2 separate regions of the Mus musculus genome follow, and region 2 is linked to region 1. Evidence: chromatin contacts called from public Hi-C data. All regions are on one chromosome and are shown on one strand. Each heading gives the region's core, a stretch centred on a gene start, on an enhancer-like site or on the middle of the called end of the contact. The rest is flanking DNA. Distances are from core to core; before and after follow the strand shown.

Region 1 (5,100 bases), core at 1,392-3,891:
AGGAATGGGGAGCAAAATAAAATCAAGCAGAATGATTACACTTGGGGGGGGGGCAGGGTCCAGAAAGAGAAATAGAACAAGATAATTCTGTGTTTTGAATCATGGTAAAAGATGTAGGGGACAGGTACTGAAAAAAGTTTGAAGAAGTTGAGGACGAAGTTTCAGTCTTGGCAAAATGAGTTGGGAATGCCCCACAGGCTGCTGGAGACACAAGGCTGCACAGGAAGCACTGGCTTAGTCTAAACGAGTAATCCGTGTGATTCAAATGAAATCTTTCTTCTCCTCCGCCCTGCATCTGTCTGCTTCTTCTTGCTGTATGCCTTCCTGGCAAGTTCACTCTATTTTTCTTGTTATATCCCAGTTGATGTTACATACATAAACAAGACATTTTTGTTTTACTCCATCTTCAGAAAGATGTACTGTAGGCAGATCATAGACTGTTGGACTAAAGCAACTCCATGAGTCAAGCCTGTGTTTGATCCAACTATGTACCCCGCACACCATATAAATAATGTCTGCAACATGGAAGCTGCTCCCTAAATGGATGATGTGTAGTCTCAGAAGCCTACATGAGGGCCCATTGACTCAGCCAAAGCCAGTCCACAGATGAGACCTCGTTCACAAGAAGAATGTGTGTTTATGTCTGTGTGTTCTTTGTAAGAAACAGACAAGATTGGAAGAAAGGGACTTCCTTTGACCTTTCAGAGACACTAAGGGACTAAACACAGCTGATCGTCCCGCCCCCAGGCACACACACACACACACACACACACACACACACACACACACACTCACTCACTCACTTTTATTTTCATTCTAAAGGAAAATAACAAATGTTAAAAATCAGTGAATGGCAAATCCATAGATTCAGCCAGATTTGAAACTTAACTATGTTGGAAACTTCACCCTAGATTCTGGTTTTGGCTCCTTTCTATAATTTGACATTTACATTAGATTTCCTGGTTGGTGGTGGCTGGTGGGGAAGCTGGGCTTTTCTTAGACAACCATTTTCCTAAAAAAAGAAGAAAATATTATAAACAGCAATCCATAATTTCTATAAGATGGCAAGTGTTGGAGGAACTCGATGTGTGAACCATACGTCCTTATCATTATTTATTATGCTTCAACAATTAGCAACAAAATATGGTCTGGTCACCCTTTACCATTCCCTATGGTTATAGTGCTTTACAGAGAAGCAGGCACCTCACTCCCCTGTGCCTGGTACTGTACAGTCTTGAGTCACCTTGGAAGAAACTCTGAGCTGCATATGTAAGGCTGACCATACATACTTTCTGTCCATCAGGGCTAGGCTCATTTCCTTCTGATTTTTGACTAAAGGAAGGCCAAAGTGCCTACATGCTGGAAGCTCACAACACTAAATCTGTTGGGATTTATCCTAATCTGTCATTTGAGAGATGCAAGATTTATTCCAAGCTCTTTCTAAGCAAAGGCACTACTGACTAGACTGAGTAGATCTGACAGTCATTGATAATTGAGAGGGGGCTTTAAAGTAGTGATCAAGGGACTTCCACGTGCTGTTTAATGAAAAGTCATATTTTACATCACTAAGGCCTTAATTTCTAGTGTGTCTCATTTCAATTTTCTTTCTTTAAAAATAGTAAGATTTAAAGAGGTGACTCTGCATTTAGGAGGGCTTGCTGTTCTTCCAGATAGTTCATGTTTAAGTCCTAGCACCTATGTCAGATTGTCCACAATGTGCTGTAACTCTCATTACTAGTCATAATGGTTTGAATGAGAATGTCCCCCATTGGCTACCATATTTGAACATTTAGCTCCCTGTTGGTCGTGCTGTTTAGAGAGGTTTAGGATGTGTGACATTGTTTTAGGATATATGTCACTGGAAGTGGACTCTGAAGACTTAAAACTCATGTCATTTCCAGATTATTCTCTCTTCTCCTCTCCTCCCCTCCCACTGCCCAACTCCCCTTGTCCTCTTCTCCCCTCTCTGCTCCTCTCCTCTCTTCCCCTCCCCTCTCCTTGCCTCCTCTCTCCTCTCCTTTCTTCTCCTCCACTCTCCTCCTTTCTCTTCTCTTCCCATCTCTTCCTTTCCCCTTCCTTCCCCCTCTCTTTCCCCCTTCTCTTCTCTCCCCTTCTCCCATCCCCCCTTTCCACCTCCCACCTCTTCTTTCTCTCTACTCTGCTTGCATTTCAAGGCATGAGCTCTCAGCATTCAGTTCCTGCCATACCACTGTGCTTCCTTCTCCTTTTTAATTCTTATCCATCTGGAACTATACAACCAAATAAACCCTCCAATAATTGCTTTGGTCATGGTGTTTGATAACACCAGTAAGAGAAAAAGAAGATATATTCTGGCTCTTCTGGCCTTCATTGGTACCCACATTCCAACACACACACATACACACAGAAAAAAATTAAAAATTTCAAATTAACAACAACAACAAACTGAGAAAGGCACATACTCGTGATTCATGTCTCAACTTCCCATTAGTTTTACATCTTATAGAGGTAATAGGATAAGTTCTTAGCTATGATTAAAAAAAAAAAAAACATGGCATGAGCCACTTGGAGGCTGAGGAGGGAAGCCATACTCCTTGTACCAGGCTCTCATCTACAGATTGCCCAGGACAGTGGACACACCAAGTGACTCAAAGATGGAGACTTCTTTCTTCCCAAGAGAAAGAGAAATAGAATGGAGATTTGACTGATGTAGATCTTTGTGGCTGGTTACCATATCACCATTAGCCCTTCTGACTAATACAGATGTTATTTGTAAAGCTTTAATGGACTGTAAGTGACTAGTGACTAATGTATATTTGAAATGCTTATCTAAAATGGAAATTAATCATTTTGAATCTTATGAGGTAAAAGATGACTGTGGAAAGAATGATCACATGGTCCCCGTTAATGAGAGTTTGGCTGTATGGCGCCCTCTAACAAACTGACAAAAAGATTCCATTGCTTACCCCAAAGATAGAGTGCCAATGTTGATGACTATCAGTAGTTACTAGTCATCTACAAGTTTGTCAGCACCTTTGCTAAATGTTCAGCCCCAGTGTGACTTGGAATATTTTTTGTAACTTTCTCTCTGAACACTTGTTAGAATGCTATCAACCCCATTTCTTCATCCCAAATCATTTTCTACCCAAAGCAATCTGAAAGTAACAAAACAGCCAAGCACTGTCTGCCTCACTCGACTTGAAAAGAGAAGTGAGGTCTTATATTAGATACCAAGGTCAGATAAAGGCAGGCTCCTAACATTGTGATTCCCCCTTAAGGGACCCAACGTCAAGAGTCCTTCACAACTTGGATCTGCCTGAGTTTGTGTCTGTGCAATAAGACTCTGCTAATTTACTGTAATTATACATTTATTTTACCTAGAAGTGAGATGGAAGTCAAAATGTTAGCCTGGTTTTTCTTCTAAGAAACACTCCTCATCTATCCCTTCTTCCTTTCCTCCTGTCATTTAAAATATCATAAACAACCTCTATAAATGTCAAGTCTTCTGGCCCTTTCACAGAAAGCCTCTTCCCTTGGTGAACTCCTTGTACTTATAGTTCTGACAATGTTGGATAAATGAGACGGGCAGGTGTCTGGAAGAGCCTTCCTCTTCCAGGACTCCTGTATATGGCTGTAATTTTTGATTGTGTGAAATGAATTATTTGACTTCACTTACTCAAAGTGACCTTCCACATGCTCAGATATAAACGTTTGGAATTCCACACTCACCTCTCTTTTGTTACATCTCATCTACTGGAAAACCTCAATCTACTCTACATAACAGAAAAGCCAGAAAGAATGTGCATTTGCGTGGGAAGGGAGAATGGAGTGGGGGGAGTTGGGGGAAGGGAAACCATAATCAGAGTATATTGTATGAAAATAACTATTTTCAATTTAAAAAGAATGTATCCTGAACCCTAATTATCCACTCCTTCATACCTTCTTTTCCTCTTTTCTTTTAAACCACTTTTAAGCCACCAGGACCTTCTAAGGTATCTGTGTTCTCCATGATCCCCTAGAGTCTGTCCACTCAGAAGCCAGGGTGATTGTCTAAAATCAAAGTCAGATTATGTCGCCCCTTCAAATATCCTAAAATAGAGTATCATCTCACACAGAGTAAATGTCCAAATCCTGGTAACAGGTGCTTAGTGTGTTCCACACTGTACTGTGTTTCTGCTGTACCTTGAGAGATTACAATCTTAAAAACTTATACTCTGCTTAAAATCTTTCACCTACTTTATTACTAAATTTATACTGACCTTGCTATTTCTCACACCTACAAAAGATATACCTGGGCCAAGTCCTTTGAACTTGCAGTTCTGCAGCCTCTGTCTTGCCACATGGTTAGTTATTTCCTTCATTTCCTTCAAGTGTATTCAAAAACAAAACAAAACAAAACAAAACAAAACAAAACAAAACAAAACAAAACAAAACACCTAGCTCTAGAGTTCGGCCATAACCTTTGTCTTTGCCCCAACTCTGGAAATCCCTAACCCTCTGTATCCAGTCAATTCACATATTGTTAGCTTAACCCTCTATAATGTAAACTCCATTCAGGAGATGATTCTTGTTAATCTGTCACACTGTTCCTCTGTAACACACAGAACTGTATCCATTAAACAATAGACATACCATAAGATAGTTTTTTATAAAAAATCTCAGAAAATACCTTGCAAACAATAAATTGAGTTTCAAGGTGACATTTCAATGAGGAACAGAAAGAAAGATTAAATTACTTAGATACCAAATTAAAGACAGAAACCGAACTTTCATCTTGAGACTCAAGCTTTAGTAAGATTTTAACTTCTGTGACATGAAAAGGGTGGATCACCTTTTATTCTCTACAAGTTATAATTAAAGTCTTGGGCCAGTTAATGTGGGCAGATGGTCAGAAAATTACTTCATTGGTAATGTTTTAATTTGTAATCAAACAATAGCTATGAATCTAAAAAGTCAATAGATTCGTATATACTTAAATGTTGATGAGATAGATCACACCTACTTTACTTTAAAACTATATAAAATTAATGTTTATGTTCTCTGTATTATTACATATCAGGTCCCTAGAAGTCTTTAATGACAAGCTACCCAAGCATCTGTTTGCATAGGCACTGGAAACAA
Region 2 (5,262 bases), core at 2,763-5,262, 880 kb after region 1:
CCTATTTTGTTAATTGAAGATAATTTATGTTTTGAATTTTGAGTGGATATTTATATTATATTGAACTTCTTCATATCATTCCCTGAAAGTTCAAGTTGAATTCTTATTGGAAGCTTGTTGCTTATGGTGACCAATCACAGACTACAGTGATGCTGTGGAGGGTGGCCTTATTGTACGGGCTCTGGGTCTCAGTTCTGCCTATGTGTGAACAGGGCACTTCCAGAGGCAAACGTTTAGTAACACAAATAAGAAATGGGCTTGCTTTCAGATTTACGATGTGTACTACAGGATGAAATAAACCAAACAGCTTTCCCTTCTCTTCTACGTCCTTTACTCTCTTTAGACTGGTGCAGAGAAGGCATCAGAGCCATCTGCAAGTATGTAGGATTTCCAGGGGGAGGCTCTTCTCTGAACACTGGAAACGGTTTTTGTTTGTTTGTTGACAAGGTTTCAACTACGGAGGCCTGGCTGTCCTGGAAGTCACTATATAGATGGGGCTGACCATAAACTCAGAAAACTGTCTGCCCCTGCCTTCTGACTGCTGTACTGGAGACATTTTAGGCCATGGGCTTAGTGTCAGACATCACTGAAGATGTCTGCCCAGTGGCAGAGAGGAGAGGCTGATAATCAAAAGATTTTGCAATCTATAAATGTTCCATTTTAAATACATCAGATTATTTAGATCACTTAATAACAGATTGATTTTTTTACAAGTATGTAGAGATCTCTTAACAAAAATATCTAGCTGGTGGGACTATTTTAACAAATCAGCTTTAGGGTGAATAGTCTATTTACCTCTACACAGAATTTATTTTTTTAAAGGCACAAAGAAAGAAACAAAACAAAACAAGACACTGGCTCTTAGCTGTATTCTAAAGTGAATTTTAATAGTTTCATGATATCAAAATCCTAGAGATGAGTTTAATGTTCACCCCAAGTGTGAGGGTTAAAGAGAACACTGGACACATTCTAATGTTGCTTCCTCTTTCAGTGACGCCTTTGACTTTGAGATTGGCGTGGTCATAGTCAGAATCAGCCAAGGCTTTGACATCTCTCCGGTTCTCCAGGTACAAGGTAAATATTTTCCTTATCCACTCAACAGATGGTGAATTGTTTTAGGTGGTTGGATCAGAACAGCGCTCAGTGTAAATAAAATGATTATGCCTTAGCCCATGGTGTGTGTGCTCCCTCTGTGCCTTCTCATGGAAAACACATGCAGCCTTTGCCTTGGTTATCAGAGATGTAGACCAACTCAGGCTAGTTAATGATTTTTCTTACTTCAATACCACAGCATGGAGGTAAATAAACACCTCCAGTAAAGTAGCCTGCCAAATTAATTTTTGCAAGATGTTTCAAAAAATGAAGCTGTTTTTGTTTTTCCCATGGCAAAGCATGTATTTGCCTTTAGGTGACAAGACATGAATGAAATGAATCTGAATGTGTCATGCCTGTGAATCACTCACTTAACTACCACACAGGCAGAAAGACTCATTCTGACTAGCAACTGTTTCTTCTCTATAGATAATTTGGTAGAGTTGTTTAGTCTTAGAATGTAAACATATTCTGTTGGTATATGAGGTAAGGAGAGCATATAAGAGGTATTTCTGAAAGATACAGAGAGAACACAAATATCCTCTTCAATGGAACTTAATGGAGTCCTCTAATGACACTGAGATGAGGGGATATTTTGCGATGGATGCCTGTCGTGTAATATGCAGAGTGTAGGTGAAGATGTTAGTGTTGATGATAATAATAATAATAATATGTTAATAATAATTAATAATCCTGGTTTATACACTTAAGAAACTGGCACTGTAGTGGGGAAATAGATATTACTGTGATTGTTACATATGAATGAGAAATTGTAGAAAAGAAGGCATATATAATCCCAAAAAGGCTTCCTGGAAGAAATATGGTTTGGAGTTTAGCGGATAAGTATGAGTTAGGTAAGCAATGTGGAGGGAGAGAAGACTAGTAAGACTTGGGAACGAGCATCTCCTGCCCAGAGGTGAGTGTGAGGAAAGGCTGAGATGAGAACTGGGAAGGGGTGGGTACATGCACAGTCAGAGCAGACTAGTACCACCAAAGGGGAAAGTATGACTGACTCTTACTCTTAGGGGCTCCCTGAGCTTCTTCTACCATACTGAAAAAGGCAGATCATAGTTGGTCACCAACAAGAATGCTCAGAAGAATTTCAGTGAGGATATAATGGTCAAACATGGGTTATAAAGTTGATACTATTTCATTCATTTGGGGCATGACTCAAAGAGGCCTAGAATGCAGGAAGGAATCTCATTTTCTTTCATATGTGAAATCTAGATTTAAATATGTATACATATGCATACATATATGTGACATTGAAGCATAAGTGGGTATATTTGGAGGTAGAAAGGGAACCAGTAACAGAGGGCAGGACAGATAGTAGAGGGTAGTCAGGGGGTACAAATATGAGCAAGACACAATGATATATATGTTTGAAAATGTCCAAAAACCCCACAAAATAGTAAGATAAGAAACTAATTTTTTTTAATTGCAAGGGTATATATACATAGTCTAGATTTCTCTAGAATAATAGTGTTGGAATCCTTGTTCAGGTCTTGCTTAGGCAGCCATATTGTTGAGTTGTCACAGGAAAAACTTGCCGGTCATGTCTAGGAGACACTCTCCCACAGCAGATTTCCTGGTTCTCTAGCTCTTACAATCATTATGCCACTTCTGCCATGCTGTCCCCTGAGCCTTAGATGCATGAGCTGTGTTGTAGATGTGCCAGTTGGGGCTAGGCAACACGCGGTCAGTTCTTCTCTGCATCTTGGTCAGGTATGGTTTCTGTCATTCTCCCCATCTACTGGAAAGAGAAGTTTCTTGGATGAGGAATGAAGACTACTCTTTTAAGGCCCTGAGTATAAGCCCTTAGAATTCAGTTAAGGATGTTGCTGCTTTAGTAAAGTGGCAGTGGTATGTTCTCCTCTAAGATCCATGACTTCACGAGTCGTGGGTAGCTGGCAGGTCTCCAGAACTAGGCATGGTCTCCCTCATGTTGAGCTGGCCTTAAGTCCAATTAGAGAGCTGTTGGTTACTGCCAAGCTATAAGTGCCACTATTGCATCTTACCATGCTGGTCATTGTTGTAGTTCATGGACATCAGAGCTGGGTAAGGCTATGAACTGCTTCCCTCCTATGGAAGCTTCCATAGAACCTTCTGGTACTATAAAAGCTAATCCTCAGGAAAAAGGCTTCCTGGTCAGATCCACCTTGTAGCCTCGGAGTCCTGTGTCCTATCTACTTTGACTTTTTTTTCTGGCTTTGCTGCCGTTATGTTTTCTATCTAAAAGCAAGAATGAAAAACATGCAGCTTGCATTTAGTTTGTGCATTTGCTTTGTGTATTATGTTAGTCTCTTCAAGCTGATATATGTGATGGAGCTGAAAACATCACCTCTACTACCTCTCACTGCTCCAGGCACCGGAATGTACTGCGAGTTTATTCCCATGAAGCCACTACTAGAATATGTAGTGTTTCTCAAAGAATCCTGAACTACAGCTCCTTTAAATTTCCCAAAGAACAAGTAGTGTTTAGATCAGCTTTGATGTTTGGATACTTTCTACTTCTTAACTAAGATGGGAAAATACAGTTAGATGTTAATAAAATAAGTACCAACTGTCTAGGTAAACAAAAATGCAATGTCACACAAATACACAGAGAACATGTGAGATAAAAACAAACAAACGTAATGACAGAAATTAGCTTGATGCCACAGCCCCATGCTTTGTTATGAAGCTTCAGTAATTTATGGCACAAGCCTCATAGTAGATTTTGGATTAGAAAAAACAAACTTGCAGTTCATTATATTATACTGTAATGTAGGGCTTAATAAGAGCCTGATAAATCTTCAGTATTGCATTACAGTATGTTAATGATTATCATCATAGCTTTCCCAACATGGGCACTGCAGTGTCATCACAGATTATAATTTAAGGGAAACATTAGCAATTCAGAGCCCATATACTACAGTTAATAAACCACTGAGTAGAAATCAGCTTTCCTGGTAATTTACCAGCTAATGGCAGTCGTTTCTATACTGTGTCACAGACTCATACGACAATAACTTTTTGTATAAATAAGATCGATGCTCATAACATTATAACTCGTTCACTGCGGCAAGTCACCCGGTACTGATGACTAATGTTTCTTCTTAATAAATTAATTTATTGCCTGACAACACACCAAAAAAAAATGTGACATTTCATATTTTTCACATCCCAGAGGTATTTAGCAAGTTTGCCAATTACAACAAAGAATCCAGATTGCACTGGTGGTAAACAAAGTGATAGAGTGTGAGTCACAATTGAGTACCCTGTGTAAGTACCACGCGATTTATGACCCGCTCAGAGCACGGTGATACTGCTGTGTCTGATCGAGTGGCTTTGCAAAATAAAGACAGATGGCCTAGCAGTAAATAATTGCTTGATTGGAAGGCAGGGCTGCAGGACTGCTCCCTGCCATCCTGCCGTCAATCCAGCCTGACTCCACCTAGGCATCAGCAACTGATCCATGTAAGCACGTGCGGCTTCAAGGTGATTGGCCAAGGAAAGAGTTCTAATTTAATAATGAATAAAGGAAAAGGGGGTTGTGAGATGGGCGAGAATACGACTGCCCTCTGGCTTTCTCTGCTCCTCCTTCTGCTGTCCTTAAGATTCAAAGCAGATGGTGAATTATAAGCCCCTAAATGACGTCTTTTTAAAAAATGGCACAGTAGAACTCATGAGGCAATTTTGGCCACTAAATCCAATTTCAAAATGCAGTCTCTCCAGTCATTTACTGTGTGGCTGGTTTATGAAGCACTTGGGAACACGGTGATGGCTATTCAGCAAAGTCTGGGTATCTGGTCTCACTAGAGTTGTTTTGGGGTGTGCAGGAAGAAAGTTATTCAAAACCTGCTCTCAACTGACAACCTCAAGGTCATTTACTTCCTCCACTACAGCCCTGGAATTCTCTCTCAAAATCTATAACAGCGAAGGGCAGGCAGATATCATGATTGAGTCACTGAAAAGGAGTAAAGAGTAGCAGTTCTCAACCTGTGGGCCTTGACCCTGTGGGAGAAAACAGAGATGTTTACATTATGATTCATAGCAGGAGCAAAATTACAGTTATGTAGTAGCAATGAAGATAATTTCATGGTTGGGGGTCAATAGAAAATGAGGAACTGGGTTAAAGGGTCCCAGCATCAGGAAGGTTGAGGCCCACTGGTAATGGGGATTAAACAA

Evidence for each region. A called contact is a pair of places that touch in the nucleus more often than the background predicts.
Region 2: a Hi-C map of pancreatic cancer cells shows a contact between it and region 1, with 2.5 times the contacts expected there. The contact joins two enhancer-like sites. A contact is called at or near these places in 2 of 39 promoter capture datasets (cranial neural crest and hippocampal neurons) and 2 of 484 Hi-C or Micro-C datasets (adipose-derived mesenchymal stem cells and pancreatic cancer cells).

Annotation. Positions count from the first base shown.
Region 1 is chr2:124,324,035-124,329,134 of GRCm38.p6, forward strand. It overlaps a transcript of Sema6d not described here. Among named protein-coding and RNA genes, the nearest start is that of 4930583P06Rik, 100 kb to the left of the region's middle. Within about 2 kb of position 2,642, at least 4 of the 459 cell types and tissues checked have an H3K27ac peak or open chromatin away from gene starts, as enhancers often do. A contact at or near this core is called in pancreatic cancer cells, where this site is marked.
Region 2 is chr2:125,205,024-125,210,285 of GRCm38.p6, forward strand. Slc12a1 (solute carrier family 12, member 1) reads left to right here. Exons shown (of 27, transcript NM_001079690.2): 20 at 992-1,074. It overlaps Gm14002 (a long non-coding RNA gene), which reads right to left. Exons shown (of 4, transcript XR_866695.2): 4 at 1,053-5,088. Among named protein-coding and RNA genes, the nearest start is that of Gm46760, 6.2 kb to the left of the region's middle. Within about 2 kb of position 4,013, at least 22 of the 459 cell types and tissues checked have an H3K27ac peak or open chromatin away from gene starts, as enhancers often do. A contact at or near this core is called in pancreatic cancer cells, where this site is marked.